Linked DNA regions of Sus scrofa: region 1 is linked to region 2. A link is a contact called in public HiChIP or PLAC-seq data. All regions are on one chromosome and are shown on one strand. Each heading gives the region's core, a stretch centred on a gene start, on an enhancer-like site or on the middle of the called end of the contact. The rest is flanking DNA. Distances are from core to core; before and after follow the strand shown. Region 1 overlaps TBC1D2B (TBC1 domain family member 2B). Region 2 holds the start of TBC1D2B (TBC1 domain family member 2B).

Region 1 (3,638 bases), core at 991-3,490, 84 kb before region 2:
CTATTCTTTCCTATTGAGTAATACTGTCCAGGAATCGTGCTCTCACACATCAGGCTGGTCCACAGAGTGATTAAGCAAGAACAACCTCCACTGCACAAAGCCCCTGCCAGGCCTTCAGAAAGGTGGTGCTCAAAGTCCCAGCACTACCTGGGCAGCCTGACTTGCTGGGGACAACAGGCGCCCCACAGGGGAGGGCTGCCTTGCCTCAGGGAGGGGAGGACAGCTGCCGAGAACAGGATGCTTCTGTGTGGTGGTGGGAAGGGGACACGTCCGGGAGGGCTCTGCAAAGCTCTGACCCCAAGCAAAGTCTTCCCAGCTGCAGGTCCTGGCAGTGGCCTCCCTGCCACCCTGGCCTGGCGGAGACACTGAGCACGGGCTCTTCCCGAGGAAGCCGTGGGGTCCAGCAGTCCAGCAGCGTTCACACTGCCACTGTACCACTGCCCTGCAGAGCGCCCCCAGAGAAGCTTCCTCCCTCAGCCAAGCCTGGCAGGGGTCGGGGTGGGGGGGTAGGGGGCTGCTTTGTAGGCTCATGACCCACAGGTTCCTTGGAATCCCATCCACATGTGAAGAAGGAGCCAAGAGTCAACACTCAGATGGAAAGGGGAGCTTTGCACAGAGCCTCGTGGCCCGTGTGGGCGGAGTGAGTTGCGGGGTGGGGGTGTCTGGAGGCTGTGCATGAGAGGGGAAACGCTGCGCCAGAAACGGGGGCATGGCTGGCCGTGTGGAGCCGCCAGCAGAAAGAAGGCCTGTGGACAGAATTTCCACAGGCTGCTTCGGCACACGGGATGTGCTTGCTTTCCTAAGGTTTTTTCCCACCAACCTTTATGCCACCGGAAGCAGTCAGACTCTGGCTCAGGAGTGTCTGAAGTGCAGTGGGCATCCTCCCTGGCAGCCATTCAAAAAACACCCACGGCCGCCCACCAGGTACAGGACACCAAGGGGGAGATGGCCGAGGTAAGGTTTTCTAAGCAAGACACAGCAACACAGCCGACAGATGCTGTAAACAGACTCTTGGAAGCAGCTGACTGTAAGCTGGTGATGACCCACCAGGCAGAAAGCAGGGCAATGCGAGCGCCAGAGGCCGCGGCGTGGGGATGGCTGTAAACAGACGAGCCCCCACCCCGAGTGGGAATGAGAAAGTGCAGTGTGGCTCTGACATCTGCCCAGCAGACGTCCAGAGACCACGGATGTGACATTCGGGCTTTGAAACGAGCAGACACGTCCCCGCTATTCACCTTTTTGGCACACTTTGGTTGTGAAGGCAAGAAGAGCAGCGTCGGGGTGGGTGGGGGTTGGGTGGCGCTCAGGTGTCCTCTTCCTCGTCGCTGACCAGCTCGCCCTTGTCAGGGCTGGTGTCCCGTTCACGCAGGAAGTCCTCCCGAATGGCCTCCAGCTCTGTCAGCTCCAGCCGGACCTTCTCCAAGTGGTAGGCACGCCGGTTCCGGATCTGGCGCAGGGGGAATGGGTTCAGGTCCCCAAAGGAGATGCTGATCAGCTTCCTGGCAAGACACAGACGGAGCACGTCAGGGAGGCTCAGGCAGTGCTCACCCTCAGCCCTCATTTCAGCCCAGAGGCCTGAGGGCACGGGGAGTCCAGCTCGGAGGGCTGTGCTCTTGCAGGGGCAGGCTCACGTGGTGGCCTGAATCCAGACACCAGCTCCACCAGGCACTTCCTGTGTGACACAGAGCAGGTGAAGTGCCCTCTTTACAGCCTCCAATTCCATATCTGTACATCGCATAATTAATGGGTTCCTTGGGTTGCTACCGTGGGCACTAGGACGGTGTCTGGCACTTGCTCAGTGACGGTGGGGGCCACATGCCTCTGACTCTTTGGAACCAGCAGGAAGCCTTGCGCAGGGTGTGCTTGGGAAGACTTGCCAAGCTGATGGCTGGGGAGTGAACGGATGCACGATGCCTGGGCAAGCCTGGGGGTAACTGGCAGACCAGTCAGTGGCGTGGCAAGATGCAGTCTATGGAGAAAAGGGTGGTTTATGGGTTTTGTACTTCCCCCAGATCAAGGCACCCAGCTACAATAAACATTTAAAAATCATGGTAATTTGCCCCTAACCACTGGCCAATGGTTTAATAAAAACAGGGCTAAAACGTGCCCTGAGGCGTGGCAATGGCTTCCAGCTGTCTCGGGCCACTGCAGAAGCCAGCTCCTCCAGCACTAAGCAGCAGGGAAGGAAGGCCCTATACACTTACAAACCCCAGGAGAAGCTGTGATGAAACAGAAATGTCACAGGACTTCCTCCTGCCTCTGTCAGAAAACAAACATTTGCTCCTGCTACTCCTCAGTCACTCGGGCTGCTTTACCATGATGCATACATAAGAAAGGTCACACGCCCTTGGCATTCCTTCCTCTCATGCTTTTAACCACCCTCTCCTCGGGCCTCACTCCAAGCCAGGGGGTGCTCCTGCAAGAAGGGAAAGGGCCAGAAAGGCTGGCTTTAAGGCCCGGCTCCCCGGAGCATGTTCTAGAACTCGTGAGTGAGAGAGGCTGGAGCCCAGCCATCACTCAGCGTGGGTCTCTGTGAAAAACAACACTGGCCGGGGACTGGGAACCGGGCCGTAAGACCAGCCCCTTTTCTCCGACAGCCGTCAGTCACAGGCTCCGTATACCTGGGATGGAGGTGCCCCAGGCCCTTCTCTGCTGCAGAAAGCACCGAATCAAACTGATACCGGTCACTGCCGATTGAGGCCTATCAGCGCAGGCTGGGCAGCACGGGAGATGACACACCGCCTCTGCCTGGGCCTGGAAGGTCCAGTCTAGAGATGAGAAAGTGCCCTGTGCCCGCCAAGTTCAGAAGATGACGCTCAGCACGTGAAAGGTGCCTCGAAGTCTTGATTCACAGATTGGTCTAAGCTTTTCTCACCCACACCCCTGACCACATCTGACTCAGAATGCCCTACCTCCTCCTTGGCAGAACCAATCCATGGAGGCAGGATCAATGTTCCTTGGAGCCGCTGGTCTGGGGAACTTACTAAAATACTGGGCCCCAGTCCAGAGGGAGGGCCAGAGCACCTGCAGTGCTAAGGACACCCCAGGTGATGCTGCTGCATCCGGAAGCTCCAGGCCTTGTTGGACCTTGACTTCTGGCGGCAGAGACAGAAACGCTGCATGAGAGCCTCTCACCAGGTGGCGCTGCAGGATCGCAAGACAGAAGGCAGCCCTGCCCTGCCGGCCACGGAGCCGCCTGCCATGCTGACAATGACACCCGCACAAAACTGCCAGGGGCCCAGCAGGATGCCCTCCCTCCCAGGCGTTAGCTGTCAGAGTCAAGTTTACTTAAGACCATTCTTGTCATGTGACCTGATGTAAGATGAAGAAAACGCTCTCAAGGCTCACCCCAGACTCAGTCTTTCACAGGCAAACGGTGTTCTTAGATATACTATTGTTGCTGACATAGCAATAAGCCTGAAAACCTCTTAAAAATCCACTTCCCAAGTAAAAGATCCTAACAACAGTGACAACTTTCGAGGAAGCTGGGTACAGCCTCAGCCCCCATCTCCTCCCGACGTCCACGTCCCTGGTCCCCGTGGCCTCACTCAAGAGAACTAGAGTGTGGTTTTCCAGCCCGGTCCTCCATCCCCTCTCTGGCCCTGCACACTCTCCTGCCCCAAGACCCCCGCAGCAAC
Region 2 (3,781 bases), core at 874-3,373:
ATATGGCTGCCAGGTAGTACCCATTCTGGGTCAGCCATTTTCCATAATATTTCCCAGAATTCTCAAAACTAACCAATGAGGAAGGTAAGATTCCCACTAGACCGAAGAAGAAATTAAGACAGAGAGGTGGTGTAACTTGCTCAACATCTGTAACTTGCAGATTCAGGCTGCAAGTTCAAGTCCATCCAACTCTAAAGCTAAACTCCTGACACTGCATCCTGCAGCCCTGCTTATGTAGATACTTCTATTTTTCAAAAAAAAAAAAAAAATCTAATGAAAAAACCTGATAGAGAGCTCCAAAATCATCTGAGAAAACCTGAAACAGGATGCTCTGTTTTCTTTTTTAACAAACAATTACACAGGAAATTCAGCTGTACCCAAGGACAGTCCATGTGTACAGTTAGGACAAGCCTTTCTTTGGCAACAGTCGCTGTGTACTAACTGGGATCATTCCTAAGTTTACACGATTGCTTTCTAAGTAAGTACGAGCTGGACTGCAATTCTGCTTGGCTTCCTTTGGAGAAACAGACTGTCTGCACCCACTTAAGGAAGGGATGGAGGAGCCTAAAAGAATACGGGAATCAGAATCCACTTGAAATGGCAAGAGCTGAGTTGACAAAGCTCTAAGAACGACCTCGAGGAGCAGCTCCAACTGCTGCTGGCTTTAGAGATCCTGGGAACAGCCCTGTGCTTACAAGGCCAAGGGTGCTAGGCACAGCCCACTCTGCTCTCCACTTGGCCAGCTTTGCAGAGTCTTCACACATCCCAGCCCAGCCCAGCCCAGCTGCTCTGGAGAAAGCCCAGCTTGCAATACGGAAGAGAAGCGAGAAAGAGGAGTGAGGGCGGAGGCTCACAGGAACCAGCAGGGAGCAGGGCTGGCAGAGAGACCAGGCTCCAGGCCAGGGCCCAGACACCCAGGAGGGCCCCTAGAAGATGATGCCCCCCCCCGCCCCCCAGGCACAGAGGAGCCTTCTCGGCACCAGGACCAAGGCTCCTGACTCTAGTCCCATGATGTTTTCTCTGCCAGAAGATTAAGGAAGCCTCAAATGGGCAAGGCAGAATTGGCTGAAGCAAATCTTTCCCACCTCTGCCAACCAAAATAGGGAGCAAGCAAATGGGCTCTGCCACTTACTGGCTGCAAGACCTTAGCTGGAGCATCCCTGCCTACTCTGGAGGGGACTGCAGTAGGTTATCTCTAAGGGCCCTGACATCTCTGACTGTCCACAGCACTGAAAGCAGAAACATTTACCCGCCGATAGAGTATATTTCATGCAATCCCAACACCCCCACGCAGTAGATACTATTGTTAGACCCATTTTACAGAAGAGGTAGCTGAAGCACAGACAGGTTAATAACTTACCCAAGGGCAAGATGCCTACAGTCATGAATAACTGGGAGGGTTACTCAGGACATCCACAGGATGGGGGTGGGGGGAGGGACAGAGAAGGGCCCGAGGGAAGGCGCAGAGGGAGATAACGGGTCAGGGGACTGAGTAGCCCCCAGCCACTCTGACCTAAACCCAGGAAAGGGCTCGAGGTGAGGACACGGACAGAGTCTAAGGAAGAAATGGGGAAAGGAAAGCAGACGGGCTCCAGAGAAAGGAGGGTGGATGCAGAAATCCCAATGGACAGAGGAGCTAGGCTGAGCAAGGAGGTTAAGCAGGAGGAGCGGCGGAAGGGCGTATGGGCGGCTCCCCGGGAGGCAGGTGCGGGGCGAGAAGTCCCACCTTGAGCACCGTGACGGCTCCCGCGCTGTGCACCTGGAAGTGCGCGGGCGGCTCGGCGCCGGGCTCGGCCGCCTCGTCGGGGCCGGTGTAGCTAAAGCAGGCGTCCGCAATATCCAGGTGACCGAGCGGCAGAGCGTCCTGCGGGCTCTTGAAGTAGTAGAGGTAGCAGCGGCGCGAGTCGAACACGAACCAGCGACTGCGGTAGCCGCGCAGCGGGCCCTTGCCGGACAGCTTCTGCAGGTAGCCGCACAGCCGCGCTGGCTCCCGCCCGGGCCCTACCCCAGGCTCCGCCGTGGCTCCCGGGGCCGCGCCCTCGCCGCCGCCGCTGCCCTCCTCCGCCCGGGTCCCGGGCCCCGGCATTGCCAGCCCGCGCGCCAACCGCCGGCGCCCCGGCCCCCAGCGCCTCCGCGCCGCCGCCGCTGCGCCCCCTCCCCTCAGCCCAGCCACTCCTCACGACTTGCGGGAGCGCAAAGCAGCCTGGGACTTGTAGTCCCGCCCCCGCCCGCCCCCGGGAGCTCCAGCCCCTACCGGGGTTGCCCCTTCGAGCTCCCCAGAGGCCAGGTCCTGGAAGGTCAGCCGTGCCATCTGGGCCTTCGTGTAATGTGGTTTTCAAAGCACCTCACTGCGGGTGCTCTATTTCTTTGTGAGAGTGTGGGTTACACGGGAGCATGAATTTCTCAAAACCCATCCAGTATCCCCTTAAAACTGTATTTCAATCTAGGTAAATTACTTTAAAACGTAGTTTTTAAATCTCTGCGCTGCCACATTGGCAGGCTTACATTGCAAAAATGGGAAAGCCTATTGCTTGGCGCTGAGGGGATGCTCAGTAAATATTTATAGAATGCATAAATGAAAGACAAAGCATTTCGCACCTCTCCAGAACTCAGTTGTTTGCTGAATTAAATATTTACTGTGTGCCAGGTACAGTTCCACACCCTGGAGGATACAGCAGTGAACACGCCAATCATTTCTCCAATCATGGAGATAATAGTCTGATAAGACAGAGAGATAATTCATAAAAAGACAGATAAATATAAGCTATGTTGTATATATGCTGTGATGAAGTTATTAAAAATGATTACCAATTAAATAGCACTTATCACTTACCAGTGCTTTATGTATTAACACATTTGAACTCACACAAGAACTGCAAGAGGCAAATACTATTGTTTCACAATAAAGCAAAGTAAGAGGATAAGGAGATGGCTCAGCAGGTTAAGAGCCTGACATAGAGTCTTTGAGGTTGCGGGTTCCATCCCTGGTCTCCATAGATCAGTGGCTTAAAGATAGGGCCTTGCCACAAGGTGAGGCATAGGTCGAAGATGCCACTCTGATCTGGCATTCCTATGGTGGCTATGGCATAGGCCTCAGCTGCAGCTCTGGGGAGAAAAAAAAAACAGAATAGGATGAGGAGATGGAACTGTTGAATACAAAATTTTACTCAAAGAAAAAAGGTTATAGCTACCTTTGTGAAAGAGCCAAATCAGAACATCCCACCTTCTCCATTTTGAATGTTCTTACAAACACGCTAACAGACACAAGCGGAAAATCCTACACTCTGAGATGAACAGGGACACCAAATTAGTCTGCTTCACTGGAGACAGGCTTCAAGAGTGAGCTCCCAAGGGCTCACCTAGGCAGCCAGGCAGCTACAGGTCCTATGTTAGCTGCCACATGACCACCCCTTTCCCGGCCAGGCAAGGGTCTGGCTGGGTGACCATAGCAAGAGTGCCTCCGCCTTAGTGCCGTTAGGTTCTCTTTGAGAGCAGTACAGCGTCGTGTTAAGGGCTGGGCTCTGGATTTGTCTCCTAACTCTGCCACTAACCAGAAGTGTGTCTTTGGGCAAGTTCCTTTACCTCGCTGAGCCTCAGTCTCTTCATGCATAAAATGGGGATAATACAAGTAGCTACCTCATCCCATTGTTCTTGTAAAGATTACAAGATCATGTGGAAAGTGTTTAACATGCTGCCTGGCACATAGGAAGCACTCAATACATACCACCTCCTCCTCCTCCTATTATTATTATTATTATTATTATTATTATTATACAGTTAG

The links. HiChIP or PLAC-seq counts read pairs in DNA pulled down with a chosen protein or histone mark.
Region 1: a contact with region 2 is called in an H3K27ac HiChIP or PLAC-seq map of alveolar macrophages. The contact joins the enhancer-like site here to the promoter of TBC1D2B in region 2. A contact is called at or near these places in 2 of 5 promoter capture datasets (fetal skeletal muscle and liver), 5 of 47 Hi-C or Micro-C datasets (embryonic fibroblasts, fibroblasts, liver and 2 more) and 2 of 2 datasets of contacts at active chromatin or transcription factors (alveolar macrophages and skeletal muscle).

The regions. Positions count from the first base shown.
Region 1 is chr7:47,921,878-47,925,515 of Sscrofa11.1, reverse strand. It overlaps TBC1D2B (TBC1 domain family member 2B), which reads right to left. Exons shown (of 13, transcript XM_021098841.1): 13 at 1-1,499. The coding sequence ends at 1,304. ADAMTS7 (A disintegrin and metalloproteinase with thrombospondin motifs 7) reads left to right here. Exons shown (of 24, transcript XM_021098839.1): 24 at 1-3,638. Among named protein-coding and RNA genes, the nearest start is that of ADAMTS7, 71 kb to the left of the region's middle. Within about 2 kb of position 2,240, at least 9 of the 83 cell types and tissues checked have an H3K27ac peak or open chromatin away from gene starts, as enhancers often do. A contact at or near this core is called in alveolar macrophages and embryonic fibroblasts, where this site is marked.
Region 2 is chr7:47,837,722-47,841,502 of Sscrofa11.1, reverse strand. TBC1D2B (TBC1 domain family member 2B) reads right to left here and starts at 2,123. Exons shown (of 13, transcript XM_021098841.1): 1 at 1,727-2,123. The coding sequence starts at 2,086.